2 separate regions of the Callithrix jacchus genome follow, and region 1 is linked to region 2. Evidence: chromatin contacts called from public Hi-C data. All regions are on one chromosome and are shown on one strand. Each heading gives the region's core, a stretch centred on a gene start, on an enhancer-like site or on the middle of the called end of the contact. The rest is flanking DNA. Distances are from core to core; before and after follow the strand shown.

Region 1 (5,826 bases), core at 555-3,054, 190 kb after region 2:
CACACACAGCAACTGCTGTCGCACAGCCAGGAATGTGTTTTCTCCCACAGCCAAAATGTTGTGACTTCACATCAGGCACAGATTATAGCTGACCTGATATTGGGTACATCTGAGGTGGACAGAGTCTCTAATTCTATTCAGAACACAACACCTGTCAGCAATCAACAGAATCAAATGGTCCTGTGGAGAATGTTCACTTCCTTTTTCTTTGTGAAAACACAACTATGGGTTGAGGGAAGCATCACAGACAGATAAGAAACAATGAGCCTGGTTTCCCCAGAGTAAACCCAAGCAAGGGCTGGCACAGTGGTTCAGTACCTAAGGCAAAGCCAGTAGAAAGGGACTGTTGGCAGCTTCCTTAAAACACTCTGTGCAATCCCAGGAAGAGAAGAGTAACATAAACTAAATGCCGGGGCTGTTTTCTTTGTAAAATTTCAACAGAAAATATCAACTTGGAGGTTCTCTAGAGACATACCTATACTCTATATCGAAGAGTGTATTTTAGCTTACAGGGGAGACTGCCGGTTGATATCAACCATTTTCATTTGTTGCAGGATCTGAAACAAAACCTTTTGAAAAAATTCCTATAAGGTTTCACATATTACCCAGCACGTGGCAAGAGCCAGATAAATGGTAGCAAAGTTAGTGCTGTGCCATCATGTAATCAGGTGAAAAACATTCATTTTTCTTATCTGCAACTTATTAGAGTTCTGAATTAAATTCTGAAAGCACTAGAAAGTCAAATTTAGAATACTCCCTTCAGCAGCAGAAATGGGGTGAATAAGAACAGGGACACTAGGGAACCACCTTATTACAAGCCATTTCCATTTGACATTTTGCTGTATTTGAAGAGGGTATGTGGTCATTGACGCCTACATATTAGGCATTTGATGTGCAACTGGTGCCCTCTAGTGACAGGGTGAACAGTCTTTGTCACTAACTCTATCCTTACCTCCTACCAACCAACCCCAGATTTGCGAGAGGGAGAGGCCAGAAGGTCAGTCTCTCTATAATTCAGTAGGCAAATCTCAGCAGGCATCCTTTGATTTCTAAGGTAAGAGTTCTTAAATGCTTTTGAAGTTTCACTTTTCTTTTGGAGAAAGGACACTTTCTACCTTGTGTCTCTGAGAACTTCCCTAGCATGGGAGCTGAGTTTTTAAAGGCCACCTCAGGTAAATTCAGCTATACTCCAAAAATCACACAATTCCTCTGCTCTCTGGAAGACCATGGAATAATGAGGCAGTGGATTTTGATTACGTGGGAATTCTGGAACCCATCTCCCACCAATACTGAGGGATGACTGTAAATATATGTATACAGTGTGGCAGATACAATATGATAGATTACTGCAGGAACCATGAAAACGCACAATCCAGTTCATTTCTCTGAATGTATCTATACTTTCCACCATGATTTGATGCACATTTTCACTTGCATATGGCATAAACTGATTTTTTTTTTTTAGCGAATGGAAGCTTACTTATTCAAGGATTAGTTATTACCTCATGGAAATATTTGTCGACCATTCCTTAGTTTCCTACTTAGAAGCAGGGGGAAAGTGTGTTTTTACTACTAGGTAATTTAATCATTTTCCCCCCTCACCTCCTATATATCTACTGGGGCCAAGTCAGCTGAAAAAATAAAATCATATAAGCAAACTGCCACTTCATCATCTTGTCTCAGAAACTCCAGCTGGCAGCACACATTTCATACACCCCAAATGGAGTGTTCTGAAACAGACAGGCGAATTCCAGCTTCCCCTAATTTACTGCCCTCCATTCCATAGCATCAGATTCATAAAACATTGCCTGGGTGGCTGGCTGTCTCACTGTCTTGAGGCTGAAGCAAGGCACAGGGGACCAGGAAGGAGACTTTAGTTGCCAAGTCTCTGCTGACAAGAATACTTGCCTCCACCCTTTTAGAGCACTTAACTTAGGCAAAAGAAACGGGAAAAAGACCTGGCTTGCCAGCAAACCATTACGCAAATCTAAAGATGTGGTATTAAGTTCTGCTCCTGTAAGTGTTCTTTCCATGACTAGCCCTATTAATTGGTGCTTCAGCTTAAAAACTATTTCAGTTTTTATGTCACAGAAGAGACTTGAGAATCCAATTAGCTATGTTTATTAGGAACACTTGAACTTTTTTCTACACATTGTTTTCATGTTAAATAATGTAGTGATAAGGGGAAAAGTTCCAGCAAGAGTTTGAGGCAATTGCATTAGGCTCTAATTTTCCAGCAAGTGTTTGCATGTATCCTGGACAAACAACTCTGCAAACTCAAAAGTAAACTAATTTTTCACTCTTTGGGAGAAAGCACAAATGAAACAGCCCCATGATAGGGAAATAACAAGGAACGGTGGATAACCTACATGACAGACAACTGAATTCAACTCTAATTTCAATATATCTAGAATACACATTAAGTAGCCTCCCATGCAATCCCAGCAATAACCAGATCTTGAGTTCAGTTTGTGCAAACCCACTCCTTGAGGCCCCGCCATGTACAACCATCATAATGCTCACATTTTAAAGCTCCCTGGAGACTTCACAGGTATTAATGGATTTGTACAGTCTGTTATTTTCCTAAGGTCACAACTGAGAGCCCAAAGTGAATCCCAACCCTCTGTTATATTTTGGTCAGGGTTTTAGGAACCGGGCAATCTTACCTAAAAATTCAGATATCTGAATTCTCTGGGGGGAAAATCAAATGATTTGGCCATACCCAAGTCCTCCATTCCATATGGCAACAGTTAGCTGAAATGGAGCATGCCCGTCCCCTGTAGATGGGGTATGCCTCGCTCACTTCTATTGCTTGCCTGACCCCTACACTACAGGCCTTTGACTTTTCCATGGTGGTTTACAAGAGGCTTCTATGTATAGTGGTAATTAGTTTCTAATGGTTATGAGGAAGGTAAACAAGTTCAGTCTGCTGTGCTACAGCTCATGTTTCTGTAACAATTAGCTTAAACAAAATTGGTAAATGGGTGAATGTTGTTTGTATAACCTAGAGGTCTTTTTGGTTCATGTAACTAAGTAGTAGCAGCTAAATGCAAAATCACAAACACTCAATGCCCATCAGCCCATGTTCGCCTTTTTGGCTTAGATGAGGCTCCGGATTTGTCTGCAAGTGCTCATTGCACAGTACTCCCTCATCCTTCTGTATTTTGTTCTTTTTCCACAGCTCAGCATGCTCGGTCCTTTATCACTGCCTTCCCTTTCCATCAATCTACCTTCACCATTTTTGTTCCTAAAGGTAAAGGCCTCTTCTTTTGTTGTATTTACTTATTAGAAACATAAAATGTTGTAAATTTTGTGCTAATATTCTAATTGAAGTTATTATGAGTTTTGTTAGTACCTGATTTCAAAGTTATACAGGTTTTATTGATCTGTCCCTAATCCCATCTTTTCCCGTAACTTCTTTTCCTACTGCAGAATTATACAGAAAGCAGGGGTTTTCACAAATATGTCTGTCAAATTATAACACAAAAGTGCTATTGAAAAATTAAGACCTTCGCTCCATAAGAAGGACCTGGAGTAGAGGTTGGCATGTCTCATGGTAAGCCCAACAGTTAATTCTCCAGCATTAAAACAGGCAATTGTAAGACACTGGCTAGCATTTAGGGGCCACATTTCATGCAATATCCCTGTTTTTAAACATCAGAAGCATACTCAGTGTGGGCAGATGTTCATAAGAAACACTCACAGGAACGAAGTATATATATTGCTTCCTTTCTCACAACAGTCTTGTACCTGTGATATCAACACCTCTATTTTACTGATGAAGAAACTGAGGCTGAAAGGGATTACAAACCTGCTTGAAATTTCATTCCTGCCAGGTGGTGAGCACAAGTTTCAAATCCAAGGTTTCTAACCTTGAGCTCTTCTATCCTTCAGTAGTTTCCTGTCGGAAGTTGAGCAGCTCTATTGGACCATCTTCTTTGGATCAATTTCAACCTCCTTCTACATTATTACATTTATTATTCAAAGTCCTTTAAAGTCAGACTTGCATGTGGCATTTTTGAAGTGTTTTTATTTAAAAAATTAAAACACTTATTAACAATTACACTGCACAGTACATGAAGAATATGGCTTACAGGGCCAAACAGACTTGAGTTCCTTTATTTAAAAATATTAATTTTTTATTAATATTTATCAGTGTGTGAGGCACTGGGGTGTAGTGGCAGATATGACAACCCTGGTGCCGGTGCTCAGTAGTCTTATATTCTAGCAGTATAATCTTTTGTTAAATGTGTGAAACAAAAATATCACCTATTTTAAAGGACTACAAAAAGGAATTTGGAACTACATATGCAGTAAGGTGTCACTCATAGAAACCACTTGGCTGTTAGCAGTTGTTATTGAATTTATAAAATAATAATACTAATTACACAGAAGCAGAAGGGGCAAGGAGATTTTAGGATAAGTAGCTGCTCCAGTGCAAAAGCCACCATCAGCAGTCAACAATCCTTCACGCACCCGTGACTCCCTCCTCCCCAGGGAATGTCTCAGAGGTGTGCAGGTGTACAGACTGAGGTGTGACCTGGTTGTATACAAAAGCTAATTCCTCTACAGTCCCACTTATTCTGACACATTACATTATAAATGAACTTACTTGGAATGTAACCAATTTCTACAAAGAACTATTCATTTCAAAAGTTCTATTAAATCATAAACCCTTTAGCTCCTGCCCCCCAGCCCCTGGTATGCTTAAAGATCCAATGGCCATCCTTTAAAAAATAAAGTAAGTTTCACTTCTAGCAAGGGCGAACTAGGTTTTTTAGATCCAACTTCTCACCAGAAACAAATGAAAAAGCCAGATAAATATCGTATGAAAAACATGTTTAAAATAATCAAAAAGGTACCAAATAAATGAGAATTTCTGGGACCAAGGACCAGAAGAGAAACAACAAGGGCAGAAGCCTGGCAATATTTTGCCCCCAAGGAATATTGTGAGATATAAAAGCAGTGGCTGAGATGGTGAGAAACTGAGAAGAGACTTTTGACAGATTCACAGAACTATGGAGATACAAACTAGAGCACAGGGCCTGCCACAAGTTTCAAGATTTCAGGTACAATCCAAGAGAACAAATCTTTGGCTTACATTTATATTGAATTCAACAACCAGCAAAACTCTGTTAGAATTTAAGGTAGTGGTTATCTTAGCTGGGAAGGTGGGGACTATGATTTCAGAAGGCCTAAGGGTACTCTGGGAGGCTGGTCTATTTTTTTTATTAGAGCAGTGGTTACCTGAGTTTATCCATGTTGTGATCATTCATTTGTGATTTATGTAGTTTCCTAGATGTACATGTCTATAACAAAATTAATTTTTAAGTATTTTAAAAGGCATGTGGTCAATACCTTGCTTGAAGACTAGTTTAACAAGAAATTTTCTTCGAATACCTTCCTGATGTCACTAGAGAACATTTGTGGCCTTTATCCTAAAAATGATACTCAAACCTAGTTAATGGTTTCTCAAATTTGTGAGGATATCCAAATGTCAAGAACGTACTTTCATACCAGCAGGAAAGCCCACAACAGCATTTTCAAACTCAAAGGAAAAATATGGAATAAAAATAGTTTTTCGATAAACATAATAGTGCGACACTAAAAGTATACTAAGAAAAAGTCCTCAAGCCGTTTTTTGATTTCACTTTCATTCAACAAATATTTATAGGATTAATTACGTACCCGTAACTTCCTGAAGTAAATATTCATGATGGTGGGAAAGACACTAGTTCAGCAAGTCACGTACTGTTTGAATTTTCTGTGATTCATCTGTTTTGTGATATTGGGCAAGTAGTTTAATCTAAGTTTCAGTTAACTGAT
Region 2 (5,763 bases), core at 997-3,496:
CCATCGTAGGCAAAATGAGAGAGAAGTCCCTACCTTTTCCCCCCTTAAACAATTCTATAAAAAGGCATTTATCTGCCTGGGTGTGCTATAAATTTAAAATGATTCTGTCAGAATCAGAAATGTAGTGTCAACACAGGGCATAAGTGAGTGGGATGGGTCAACATAGGGCATATTGTGAAAATAGGCTTAAGAAGCTGACAGCAGGCAGTGGAGGAAAAAGTTCAGTGAGGGGAGGAGAACAAAACAGGCTCAGGAAGCTTAGATGCACAAATACTGGGAGTCAGGAAGAAAACAAAGAGTCTCCATAATGTGGACAATTCCTTTTTCATTCATGGTCTTGTGGAAATATGAATAATGAACATGTTCATTTCATTGATATCCTCCTACTAATTGAAGAACATTTTCTGTTCGGTGACAGAGTGACCTGCTGTTCCAATTACCAGCCACTGATGAGGTTCCCCTCTTTGGAGGTCTGTTTAGCATATTATTTTGTTTATTAATAAAATTATGTTAATTTACTATACATTTTGTGTAATGGCAATTTCCATCATGATTCATGTTCCCAAACAGACTGTGCTTCTTGAATTATACTCTACAGGGTCAGAAATCAGCATTTTGCAAACTTTTGATGCTCAGGACGTTTTTACATTTCTAAAAATTACTGAGAACTTTTAAAAGCTTTTATTTATATGGGCTATATCTACTGATATTTACTGAATTAGAAATTAAAACTTAGAAATTTAAAAGTGCTTTTATTAATTTGTTTAAAAATAATAAACTCAGTATATGCTAACACAAATATATTTTAATTAGAAATAACTTTTTCAAAACAAAACAAAAAGGAAACAGAAAAAAGTGGTATTGTTTTAGATTTTGCAAATTTCCTTAATGTCTGGCTTAATAGAAGACAGTGGGACTTTCATATCTGCTTCTGCATTGATTCTGTCATATAGAATCTGGAAAATTCTACTCATAAAAGAATGATAGCAGAAAAGAATAATAACCTATTAGTATTATTATCCAAATAGGTTTAACTTTGAAGATCATTTAAGGGTGTTAGCAACCTCCAAGGGATCTCTTGGACAAAATGTTGAGGACCTCTGTATTGGACCACTGCTTGTCACTAGACATTCATTCAATAGCCTCAAGAGATTTGCATTGGTATAACTCCAAACTTCAACACTTAACACTTTCTGAGGCTAATAAATGAGATCTTCACACGCAAAACACATGGTCTTCCTAAATTTTCTCCCAGAAACTCCATGGACTGAAAAATAGAAGAAAAACTATTTCCAGGATGGGTTAAAACAAGCACGTCCCATGACCCACATGCAGCCCAGGACGGCATTGAATGTGGGCCAACACACATATGTAAACTTTCTTAAAACATTATGAGGTTTTTTTGTGATTTTTTTTTAGCTCATCAACTATCCTTAGTATTCGTATATTTTATTTGTGCCCCAAGACAATTCTTCTTCTTCCAATGTAGCCAAGGGGAGCCTAAAGATTAGACACCCCTGGGTTGAAGGATCTGACATAATAGCTAAAATGGCAAGATTTAGAAGATCTATAAAAGGAAATTAGAATCATCCAGAACTTGGATGAAGAATCTATAGCATAAGTGGTAAATCAAGTCTGCATGGAGTCATCCATAAGAAATGAATCATTTTTAACATCTAATAATTCCAATATAAGATAGTTGGGTAACCACAGGTTGCACAGTCACCTGAAACTTGAAATCAGTCGACTTTCCCCTCAGCTCCTACATTTAATTAATCACCAAATCCAACTCATAAATATATCTTGTTTCAGTCTTCTCTCCACTGATAATTTAGGCCTTTATCATTTCCAAACTGGATTTTTATAAGAGCCTCACATTGATCTGCCTGGCTCCGGTCTGTCAAATCTGTCCTTCTCAGTACCCTGATTGCTTTCTCTCTTGAGCACAGATCTGAATGTGCGTCCTCCTATGGCCCTCCTTGCCTGGGGGTCAACTCCAAGTGCAAAATGGAAAAACATGAGCTTTGACATAAAAGGGACAAGTAATGAATTCTAATTTGACTTAGGACCTCATAGGAGTTACTGTCTGAGCTTCTTCCATGGGGTATACAGTATAGTGGGAGATACAGACAAGCAGTTATAGGTGGGAGGTGGGAGAGAGATTATGAAAGCACCTAAGGACATCTAACCCAAACTTGAAGGAAGAAGAAATGCATTTTGGAGGGAATGACATCTAACTGAGGATCTGAAAAGTAGTCTCTTGGGCTTCTTTGGATAATGAGGAAGGAGATAAGAGGGAGTGGAGGGAGTTAGCATAGAAATTCTAGGCAGAAGCACAGGGGAAGGAGTGTATTAATGAAAATTTGACTCTAAGAAATGGGGTCTTTGTTTTTCCTTAGATTAGATTAGAAAGGTGAGAGAGGATATGATACCTTTAAAGAACTGAAAGTGGTGTAATAGTGGTATACAGGGAGTGGTGTAAGGTAAAGCTGGAGAAACAAGCAGGTGGTCGTATCATAAATGGCACTGTAACATCTGTTAGAGCACAGATTTGACCCTGACAGTGAAAGTGGGCTAATTTAAGATTTAAAGTTGAGAAATATGAGGTCTGTGTTACAGAACCTTCATTCTGGTTGTAGTGTTGAGGAGTCATTAAACAAGGGCCATAATGAAGGTAGAGTCAGGAGAGGCGCTACAGATTGTGACCTAGACAAGAATGAAGACAGTGGAGACAGAGATTTAAGAATGATTTGGGAGTCATCACCCACACTACTCAGCAATTGATTGCATATGAGGGGTGAGGAAAAGGAAAGAATCAAAGCAGCACAGAGTGGCTGGTGGCACTGATCGTTGGCCTAGGGAATGTGGGGGAAGAAAACAGGCTTGGGGCAAGAAGCAGGCAAGTTGAATTTTAGAGATGGAGAGCTTGAGTTGGCTGTGGGAATCTTGGTGGAGCTGTTCAGTAGACACATAATTAGGTCTGGAGTCAGGGAAGACCTGGACCAATGGTGAGGACTTAATGCGTTTCAGCAGATTGTGTACCCTGAAGTCGGATCACCAAGGAGAGCATATAGAAGGAGCAGACAAGAGGCTTGCAAGCCCACAAAAGAGCTTTCTTCATTTGCAAAATGGCATATACGATTTTCCAGGACTGTTTGGAGAAATACATGAGCTGAAATTCACAGGAGTACCAAACAGAATGCCTAGCTCATAGTATAAACTCAATAAATATTTATTGAATGAACAAATAATTGAAAGAAAGCATATACCTAACTTACTAATTTATCTGTAGACAATAGGCAAAGAGAAAGTTTATTTGCCATCTCAGAGAAAACCTTATGAACAAAATATAAGTTAAGCCCAAACAAAGACACCTCCTTCTAACAGCAGAACCGTGACTCTTAAGGCAGGAGGCTTTTTGCTTTTTCTAAAAAGAGAAAGTCACATTTATCAGCACCGGTCAGCTATTTAAAACTGACCTCTGTTTGATCTTGACATTTACAAGCAAAAGGAAGTCTTCAGTTATGTAACAGGCCAGCAATCCACACATCCCGCCTGCAACAACAATACACTACAGAACCTGATTCGTCATTGTGTTTGAGTCTATTCAGAACAACACTATCTCTTCACCAGCTTCTATTTGTTTCCTTGCATTCTTTGAAGCTCTTAATTTACACCAACAAACCAGTAATGAGATGAAGATGAACACCTGCTTAAATGAGAAGTTGTCCGATTTTGTTTTGTTTTTTAATAAGGAGGGAACTTGTCTGCTGTAAAATCAATCAGAACTCTGGTTAGCCAAATTGTTTAATGAAGTTCCTGATAACTAGATTTCATGTTGATAAGGAACCCATTCCAGGTCAAACAGACTGCTTGTGATGTTATGGCATTAAAGTAGACTTCAAAATAGTTCTGAAAACAAAAACTCATTCACAAAACTCATGATTTCAGATTGGCATGTCAAGCATAATTTCTGAGCATTTGCAGAAATGAATACTCCTACCAAGGGCACATTGTTTATTTCAAATAAACTTGACATCAAAAGACCTACTGTTGCATATAAACAATTAAAAAAAAAACCAGAACATTTTTGGACAATCTAAGTATGCATCAAATTACTTTTATCCACTCAATACACACATTCAGTATCTAAAAATTTGCTAGTGTCTTTGCTCCTTCTATTCCTAAACGTAAAGAAAAGATAGACTGGACACGAAGATGTACTAAGAGAGAAATAATGGGAGTTTGTCCTAGGGTCTTAGGCATAACATGATTCATAATATCTTGCTGATTAGAGTTAAATATATTAGATTTTTTTGCGTGTGAGGCATTGTTTCTAGTCCAAGCTTTGTAACAATACAAATAAATATGCCTGAAGAATTTTTAGCATAAATATTAGCAAAGTGGTTAAAACTCTTAAGAGAAAGTAAACTGCTAAAATCCTTCCTTTTCTGTTACTATGATCTATTTCCTTCTTTCTCACCAGCTGCTATTTGAGCCCTGTTTCATTGCTTATGGCACACTGTTACTACCTCATGGCCAAAGAAATCCTAAAAAGAAAAATCCTGTTTCTTTGAAAATGCCATCTTGAAGAGAAAACCTGAGCCCCAAGAACTTTGATCTAACCTGGGGCAATAATTTGGCCTTAGCTTTTATTGTTTAATGTCAAAAACAACAGGAATAACATACAAACACATGCACACAGAGCTGCAGTCACCAGTTTCTCAAGGACAAGAGCCCAAAGGTTATTTTCAGGAACCAGATTTTCCAGTGGGATTTAGGGTCAAACTTAGTCCCACAGACACCCGTTAGTGTGGCCCAGCAATACTCAACACCATCTGAAGCTCTATGTATTTTCAATGTTTATTTGTTTGCTGTCTGTGTCCTCCCAGTAGACTGTCAGCTCCATGAGACAAGGATCTTATCTTGTTTACTGCTGTATTCTCACTTCTAGATATAGTACCTGACATGTAGTGAATACTCAATAAATACTTGGTAAATGAACAAATGCCTGCTTGCCAACAAAAGCAAACAAATAACAACAACAACAAAGAAACGAACTAAACATGGCTTTAACTTGACTTTGAACAGTGAGCAAAGCCACAAATGCCCCAAATTGAGTTTCTGCAATAAGCCAGAATGGACCTGAAGGGGAACAGCATGTTGGGGAGCCAGGCAGAATAGATACAAGTCTTTTTCAGAATGGGACGGTTTCTTCTTTTGTGTTTTTGCCTCCTCTTGAATTTCCTTTAACTTCCTTGTTCATTTTGACAACATACACTTAATGTTTTCTTTCTTCAAATCAATATTACAGATAATTTGTCCCCACCTCTTACATTCCAGGAGAGTCTAGTCATATGACTCCAACAAGGAGGGGTATCTTAGAGTTCAGCTCTTGCCATCTTCTGCTAACTTGAGACTTGGTTTTCGGTTTTGCTGAGATTATCTCTGCAAACTATAACATGGGGGTCTTGGAGCAATATTATTTTGTCATACCTTCTACGTCTTTCCATATTTAAAAGACATCCAGTTGTTAATTTATCTTTATAGAGTGTTGACATTATGTCAGGGATTTAGAGAATTGAGAAACCAAATGAAGAAAACCTCACTCCATTTGTTGCAGTTTCAGGTGATGAAACAAAATATCCCATATTTGTTTCTTTCCAGATGAAGTAAGCCTAAAACATCAATATCTCCTCAGGGACAAACCTGATGACTGGGGCTTCCAACCAGTAGTACCTGGTGAACGTCACACCCAGTTAT

What was found. Hi-C and Micro-C count contacts between places; a contact is called where the count stands out from the background.
Region 1: a contact with region 2 is called in a Hi-C map of skeletal muscle, with 5 times the contacts expected there. The contact joins two enhancer-like sites. A contact is called at or near these places in 3 of 3 Hi-C or Micro-C datasets (induced pluripotent stem cells and skeletal muscle).

The regions. Positions count from the first base shown.
Region 1 is chr2:81,438,492-81,444,317 of calJac240_pri, forward strand. No RefSeq gene overlaps it. Among named protein-coding and RNA genes, the nearest start is that of PRRC1, 37 kb to the right of the region's middle. Within about 2 kb of position 1,805, at least 2 of the 16 cell types and tissues checked have an H3K27ac peak or open chromatin away from gene starts, as enhancers often do. A contact at or near this core is called in skeletal muscle, where this site is marked.
Region 2 is chr2:81,243,260-81,249,022 of calJac240_pri, forward strand. The region is part of intron 3 of CCDC192 (coiled-coil domain containing 192); the gene reads right to left. Among named protein-coding and RNA genes, the nearest start is that of CCDC192, 55 kb to the right of the region's middle. Within about 2 kb of position 2,247, at least 2 of the 16 cell types and tissues checked have an H3K27ac peak or open chromatin away from gene starts, as enhancers often do. A contact at or near this core is called in skeletal muscle, where this site is marked.